Regions from separate parts of the Ovis aries genome. Here region 1 is linked to region 2. The links are chromatin contacts, called in public Hi-C maps. All regions are on one chromosome and are shown on one strand. Each heading gives the region's core, a stretch centred on a gene start, on an enhancer-like site or on the middle of the called end of the contact. The rest is flanking DNA. Distances are from core to core; before and after follow the strand shown.

The links. A called contact is a pair of places that touch in the nucleus more often than the background predicts.
Region 1: a contact with region 2 is called in a Hi-C map of hypothalamus, with 5 times the contacts expected there. The contact joins two enhancer-like sites. A contact is called at or near these places in 3 of 16 Hi-C or Micro-C datasets (hypothalamus, muscle and tail adipose tissue).

Annotation. Positions count from the first base shown.
Region 1 is chr2:13,423,053-13,426,418 of ARS-UI_Ramb_v3.0, forward strand. All of the region lies in intron 4 of PALM2AKAP2 (PALM2 and AKAP2 fusion), which reads right to left. Among named protein-coding and RNA genes, the nearest start is that of PALM2AKAP2, 260 kb to the right of the region's middle. Within about 2 kb of position 2,044, at least 9 of the 54 cell types and tissues checked have an H3K27ac peak or open chromatin away from gene starts, as enhancers often do. A contact at or near this core is called in hypothalamus, where this site is marked.
Region 2 is chr2:13,209,927-13,213,071 of ARS-UI_Ramb_v3.0, forward strand. All of the region lies in intron 7 of PALM2AKAP2 (PALM2 and AKAP2 fusion), which reads right to left. Among named protein-coding and RNA genes, the nearest start is that of C2H9orf152, 69 kb to the left of the region's middle. Within about 2 kb of position 1,290, at least 27 of the 54 cell types and tissues checked have an H3K27ac peak or open chromatin away from gene starts, as enhancers often do. A contact at or near this core is called in hypothalamus, where this site is marked.

The sequences.
Region 1 (3,366 bases), core at 794-3,293, 210 kb after region 2:
AAGAGTCTGCCCATGAGAACTTCCAGATACAAAATGAATCACATGCAGGGATCAGAGTCAGGGTCATAAAGCATTATGTAAGCCAAAATAGCGAAGCTCTTAGAAGCAAGACTTGCATCAGGTCCAAAGAAGAATGCCCTTTAAAGCTGATGTGGAGACCTGGGTTTTAATTGAAGCCTCTGTCAAAGGGACAATCTGATTTGCCACTTGAAATGGAAACTCAGAAACAGTACTTTGTGCTCCAAAATGATAATTAAAAAAAAAACCCTGCCTCATCTTGGTGGTTTGGCTTATATAGAACTGGCATGGGCCATCTCTCTGTTCAGGCTGTGGTCCTACCCCTGGAGTTGGCCTGCCACAGTCTATTATTTCTGGATCCTGAGGCTAAGCCAGAATCACCTGCTGAAAGCACAGGAAATCTCACTCAACATTCAGCTGAAAAGAGAGCTCAGGGTAGACCAGACTCAGTGATGAAACAGTACAGGCATCTCAGTGTGGGAGCTCTCACACAGCGGCAAGGAAATGTTTTTTGTGTGAATGAGGGAAGGACCACAGGCTTCACATATGAGAGTTCTCATATGCCCACAAAACCCCAAATTGTCCCCCCAGATGATATGTGTGTAAGGTCTTACAGGTTACAAAGTCCTCTCACAGCAGTTAGGGACTGTTCTGTCAGAATTCAGATACCTCTCATGCCACCACCTGGCTTCTGTGAAGCCTCTCCTGATTGTCTGGACCAGGGGGAAGCAGGAGAATGCACCATGGAGTCACTCAGTTGTGTCCAACTCTTTGTGGCCCCAGGACTGTAGCCTGCCAGGCTCCTCTGTCCATGGAATTCTCTAGGCAAGAATACTGGAGTGCGTTGCCATGCCCTTCTCCAGGATTTTCCCAACCCAGGGACTGAACCCAGGTCTTCCACACTGCAGCCAGATTCTTTACCATCTGAGTCTCCAAGGAAGCCCAGAAAGTACCGTAAAGGAGCCCAGATCAGGAGGAATCAGATTAGTCTGACATTTACTGGCTAAAACAATGGGGAATCTCCTACTTATCTTAGTCTCCATTTCCTCGTCTATCAGACGGTTATAATGATGTATAGCGGAAAGTGTGAAAGTCGCTCAATCATGTCCGATTCTTTGCGACCCATGAAATTCTCGAGGCCAGAATACTGGAGTGCGCAGCCAGCTGTTCCCTTCTCCAGGGGATCTTTCCAACCCAGGGACTGAACTCAGGTCAACTACACTGCAGGTGGATTCTTTACCAGCTGAGCCACAAGGGAAGCCCATAGTGATGTATACGGAAGAGCTATTTCTAAGCTCTGAAAATTAAATGAGTTAATATTTAAAACATCTTAGAACATTGCCTGCCATCGAGTAAGTATTATTTAATTTGTGTTCTCACTTTCTCCTCTGGTGTCTTAAAAAAATTGAATTTAAATACTATTATGTTAAACACCACATGCACTACTTTACAAGACAGACCAAAACTACTATTTAATGGAATAAATTCAATGCATCCTCTGAATCATGATTTGTGGTCCATAGCATTCAAGAATACCCATAGATTCTTTACATTAAACCAAATTTCCAGAGAATGTGAATAAACCCATCATTTGAATGCTAAAAGGAAAATTAAATAATTGATAATTGTGTTAAAATTCGTGTGTGTGTGTGTGTACATGTTTTTAAAACTCTGGAAAATATAACTCAAGTTCTCAACGTAGGAGAGGCTTATAAGCACATGGGGCGCCGTCTAGTGGCGGGTGAAGTCATATTCCACCAACTGAGGTAGTGTGTTTGGGAATTAATGTCATGTCCAGCTCTCTGAGACCCGCTGGACTGCTGCACACCAGCCTTCCCTGTCCTTCACTGTCTCCCGGAGTTTGCTCAGATTCATGTCCATTGAGCCAGTGATGCTATCTAACCATCTCATCCACTGCCGCCCTCATCTCCGTTTGTCTTCAAACCTTCCCAGCATCAGGGTCTGTTCCAATGAGTCGGCTCTTTGCATCACAACTAACTCAAGGTCTTAATGTAGGAGAGGCTTATACGCACATGGGGCGCCATCTAGTGGCGGGTAAAGTCATATTCCATCAACTGAGTAGTGTGAGAATATCTATCTGGGAGGAAATTGCTGCTGTGTACTTGAGAACAGAAAGCTCAGCATATTAACATTAAAATGTCCATTACTCTCAATGCTTTGTTCCTTTGCTCTCCAAGGAACAGTGTGCTTGCCCTTAGTGGTATATGCAGAAGTCTCCATCCAAAGCCTGTGAACCTACCTTGTTAGCTGCTCTATAACAGGGAGAAATTCTGGCTAAGAAGATCCTGAGGTTCCAGCCTTCAGGAGGCAGTGGCTGGGAGTCTTTGAATCATCTCATTTTTATAGGAGTCACGTCACATAAGCCCACTGACATCATCAGTGGGCTATGGTAGGTATCCCCAAAGTCGAGTGATGAACAACCTAAACAGTGACCCTATGGTCCAATACAGCCAGCCCTTCCCAAAACCCATGTCCTCCCTACCCTGAAGGCCCGTCACTGCGTTGACATGGACCCTGAGGCCCCTGGCTCTTCCCACTTTTGGAAAGCAGCAGTAAGGCCCTGCAGGGTATTCTCCCAGAGTCCCCACCCTGAGGCTGAGGCTGGCTCAGCATACTCTCCAGCACATGGGGGTCCTTAGCCCTTTGCTTAAGGAGCAGCTCTCATCTGTACATCTGATCACTCAACAACCAGAGCCAGGAGCGATACCTGGCTCACGAGGTCAAGCACGACTATGAAATTCCAAGTGCAAACGCCAGTCCACTGTTATCTTAGGAACCCCAGCACTCATCCTAAGGACTTGCACAAAGGAGCTCCTGGGTACCCGTGGCATTGAGTGCAGGCTTGCACCCCCATGCACCCTTCTCCCCCACGTTCTCTCCTCTGGACCAGGGTAAGAGTTTGGCTGGGATCCCCCTGGACAGGGAGTTCCTCCCAGAGTGAATTGGTCACGTGCATCCTTGGATCTCCAAGTCAGCCAGTGGCACTGTACATGTATGGGGAGAGACCAGCAGGATCTATGATGAGGCAGTAAGGTTAAAATGAGGAGATGGCCCAATTGACTTTATAATGAAAGAGCCCTACTGTTCCAATCACATCCCTCCCATTAAGGTTCTGCTACTGGCTAGAGAGAAACAAAATCCACAGAAGGACAAGCTCTGAACTGTAAGAGGAGAAAGACAAAAGGACACTAACAGGAGCTGGGACCCGTGATGTGCTAGGCATAGACTAGACACTTCATGTGCACTAACTAAGTGAAACCTCACAAAAGCCAAAGGAGATGCCTATTATTGATCCCTGCTTTACAGATGAGTTAAGCAGCTTGCCCA
Region 2 (3,145 bases), core at 40-2,539:
GCTTGCTTCCTGGGTTGGGCTCCAGGCTTCTGGGCCAGGAAGTGGAGGGGAACGACCCTGGAGTTAACCTGGACCGCATTCCAGTCCCAGGCAGAACTTCCTCTCCCCCCACCCCACCCCAGCAGAGCGTCTTCCGGCCTGTAACAGCAAAGGCTGGTGTTGGCCGTGGGAAGCCAGGAGGCGGGCCACTCCCCAAGGAGGCCAGAGACCCAGCTCCTGGCTGACAAGAGGCAGATCTCAGACCCCCGGCATTCCAGGGTACTTACAGCTAAATTTAGACTGGATGGGCTCGGGGATAAGGACATGACCTCTAATAGAGGGGGCTAACACTAACTCTGCCTCTGGGGTTTCCTCCCCTAACCCCCATCCCCCCACTGACCTCCTGCCATGAAGCCATTATGGCTAAATGTGACTCTGACAGTCCGAAAAAGAGCTTTCTGTTCCTACAGGCTCAGCTTTTCTTTCTGAGAGCTTCTCTGGTCTTGGTCAACCTAGCAGTCACCCTCCTGCTATTCTCTCTGGCTCAGGTCTCAGGTCCAGGCTTGCAGACGACGGCATGAAAACACTTCTGGAAGCCCCTTCCATTGGAAACAAGGCCGGGCTGTGTCTTGACTCGAGGACAATCCTGATAAAGAAGCGGTCCCTTTGTAATGTAAAGGGAGTCTCCCACCACTGCAGCCTGCCCTATTAATAGCATCCCCTTCACCCTGCTGAAAAGTCAGTGGCTCAGATGTCAGGCTGCACATCTGGAAGATGTCAAGGTGTGGTTTGATGAACACATTTACAGCTTGGGCTCTCTCTGAAAGAAACGAAAGAGTGTGTGTGTGAAGGGGGTGTGATGGGAGGAGGCGAGGAAAGAAGCTGTTGCCTCTTCTGCAGCCGCTGGTGAAAGGCTTATTTTCTTTGGAGACCCATTCCCTACCAAAGGGATTGCGAAGCACTGGGAGATTTCCCCTGAATGAGGCAAATGCCTTATTTCAGCTCCAAGAAAGGCAAGTTTCGCTTCTTCCTTGATGGGATACACTCCAAGCTCTTTATCAAGGAGTCCTCAGATGTTCTTCCTGCAGAAGACCCTTTTCACTATGAAACTATCTCATAGAACAGTCCCCCACCTCCAGAATAAACCAAGGTCAAGGCCACAGAGGGAACTTTGGCTCCTGCAGCCTGAAATTTCTAGGGTAACTGATTCTGCTGAAAGCAAGTCCCTGGCTTCAGTCCTGTATAACTTAGCTGTGTCCTTCTTAGTTTTAAAATAGTTCGGGATCTTGGATTCAGGCCTGGCCAACCAGTAATGGCAGAGAGCAAAAGCTGGGCTCCACCGTGGACCCAGCAGAAAATCCACTGTGTGAACACAGAGCCAGGAGAAAACGGTGCCAGAGGCTTTCGAGATTAACTCTTTGTCCACAGATGAGTCCTGTACTTAGGAAGACAGCTGATGCAGTTTTCTCCCCATAGCCCTGGGTCCCACAGCAGATGGGCATACATGTTCCCCTGCGAAGGCTCAAGTCACTCTATGAATGTGGCACATTCTGCAACGTGGGCTTGTAGATTAAATAAGAGAAACAGTCACCAGGACTGGTGGGCCACTTGGTTCTGATGTGGAAAGGGGGACACACACACACACTCAGGCACACACATGCACACACTCATGTACCATCTTCAAAGCACTATCTGGCAAAGAGGGGGTGGGTGCCTTTGCCCGCGCTGTATGTGTGGCTCGGAGCTCCTGCTCAGAAAGCCGGGAGTCTGACAAGATTAGTAAGAAAAGAAGCAAGTCTCCTGTCCAAGCCCAGCTGCCCACTCTCCCTCCAGCAGGAAAGGCGTCCACAGCACAGCGCCACAGTCCCCGCCCTGAGTTCCTCCTCCATAGAGACTCTGGCCTCACGAGGGAACCCTCTCCTTGCAGATCAGAAAGCAAAGGACAGTAAGTTAGGTCAGCAGACTCGGCTTACCCTGCCCAGAGTGCCCGCTTCACACGTCCCCGCTCAGAACTGCCTCTTTTTCCAGGCGGTTTCCTGCGCCCTGGCTCAAGCTGGACAAATTCCTTCTGAGTCTCCTGACAGAAGACTGTGAGGTCACGGCTGGCCCTCCCTCTGCTCCTTCAAAGGCCATTCACACAACGAAGAACTTTAACCCCCTTCAAAGAGGCCTGGCCCCTCCCTACAGGCCCCGAGCCTAGAGGGCAGCAGCCAGTCAGCCAGAGGCCTCGCTCGTCCACTCCCTACGTCCAGGGCTGAGTGGGAAGGTGGGAGGCTAGTGATGCTCAAAGGAGCCAGTTGGGGCTGTCTTCTTGGCAAGTTAGAGATGGGCCTTGGGCAGCCAGGGAATGAATATCTCAGTGATGTTCAAGGCGGCAAAGCGAAAAAAAAAAAAACAAAAACCTCACAGATTCTGAAGATCCAGGTTAAACAGACTGCATCCAGTTAAAGGAACCTCTTAGGACAGCTTATATATGTGTGTTTGAGAAGGAAATGGCAACCCACTCTGATATTCTTGCCTGGGAAATTCCATGGATGGAGGAACCTCGTAGGCTACAGTCCACGGGGTCACAAAGAGTCGGAAGACTGAGCAGCTTCGCTTTAGGGTCTACATATGTGTGTATAAAAAAATAAATGCTCACTGCAGAAAATTTGGAAAACAAAAGTCATTCATCTTCCCTCCACTGAGAGAAAGGGAGCTAAGCATGCAGTCTCCTTTTTAGAAATAGGTATTTCATAGAGTTGAGACCACACTATAGGCAGTCTTGTAGCCAAATTTTTTTTTCACTTCACATTATCTCACAAGCACTTTCTGTGTCGTTTAAGGGTCAGGGTCTGATATATTTTCAGTGGTTACATTATATCCCATGTTGAAATGGGACAGAATTTGAAGACAGGGATGAGTGCTAAGTTCATGGGATGTCTGGGGGGAGTGGTTTCCCCTTTCTCAGGGCTAACTAGTATCTTCTGCCACGAAGGAAAAGAGAAAAGATCCACGTGTGCCTTGGGGAGACACAACTGCCTCACATACATCCCTCGCTCTTTCACCAGAGAAGCAGACCCTTAGCACCACACACTAAGGCTCATGCTTCGTTAATGACTGGTTCTCAGCACTGCCTCAGGGTGGACACGTTTCCACTCACCTGGTCACCCAGAACCCTGGGTTA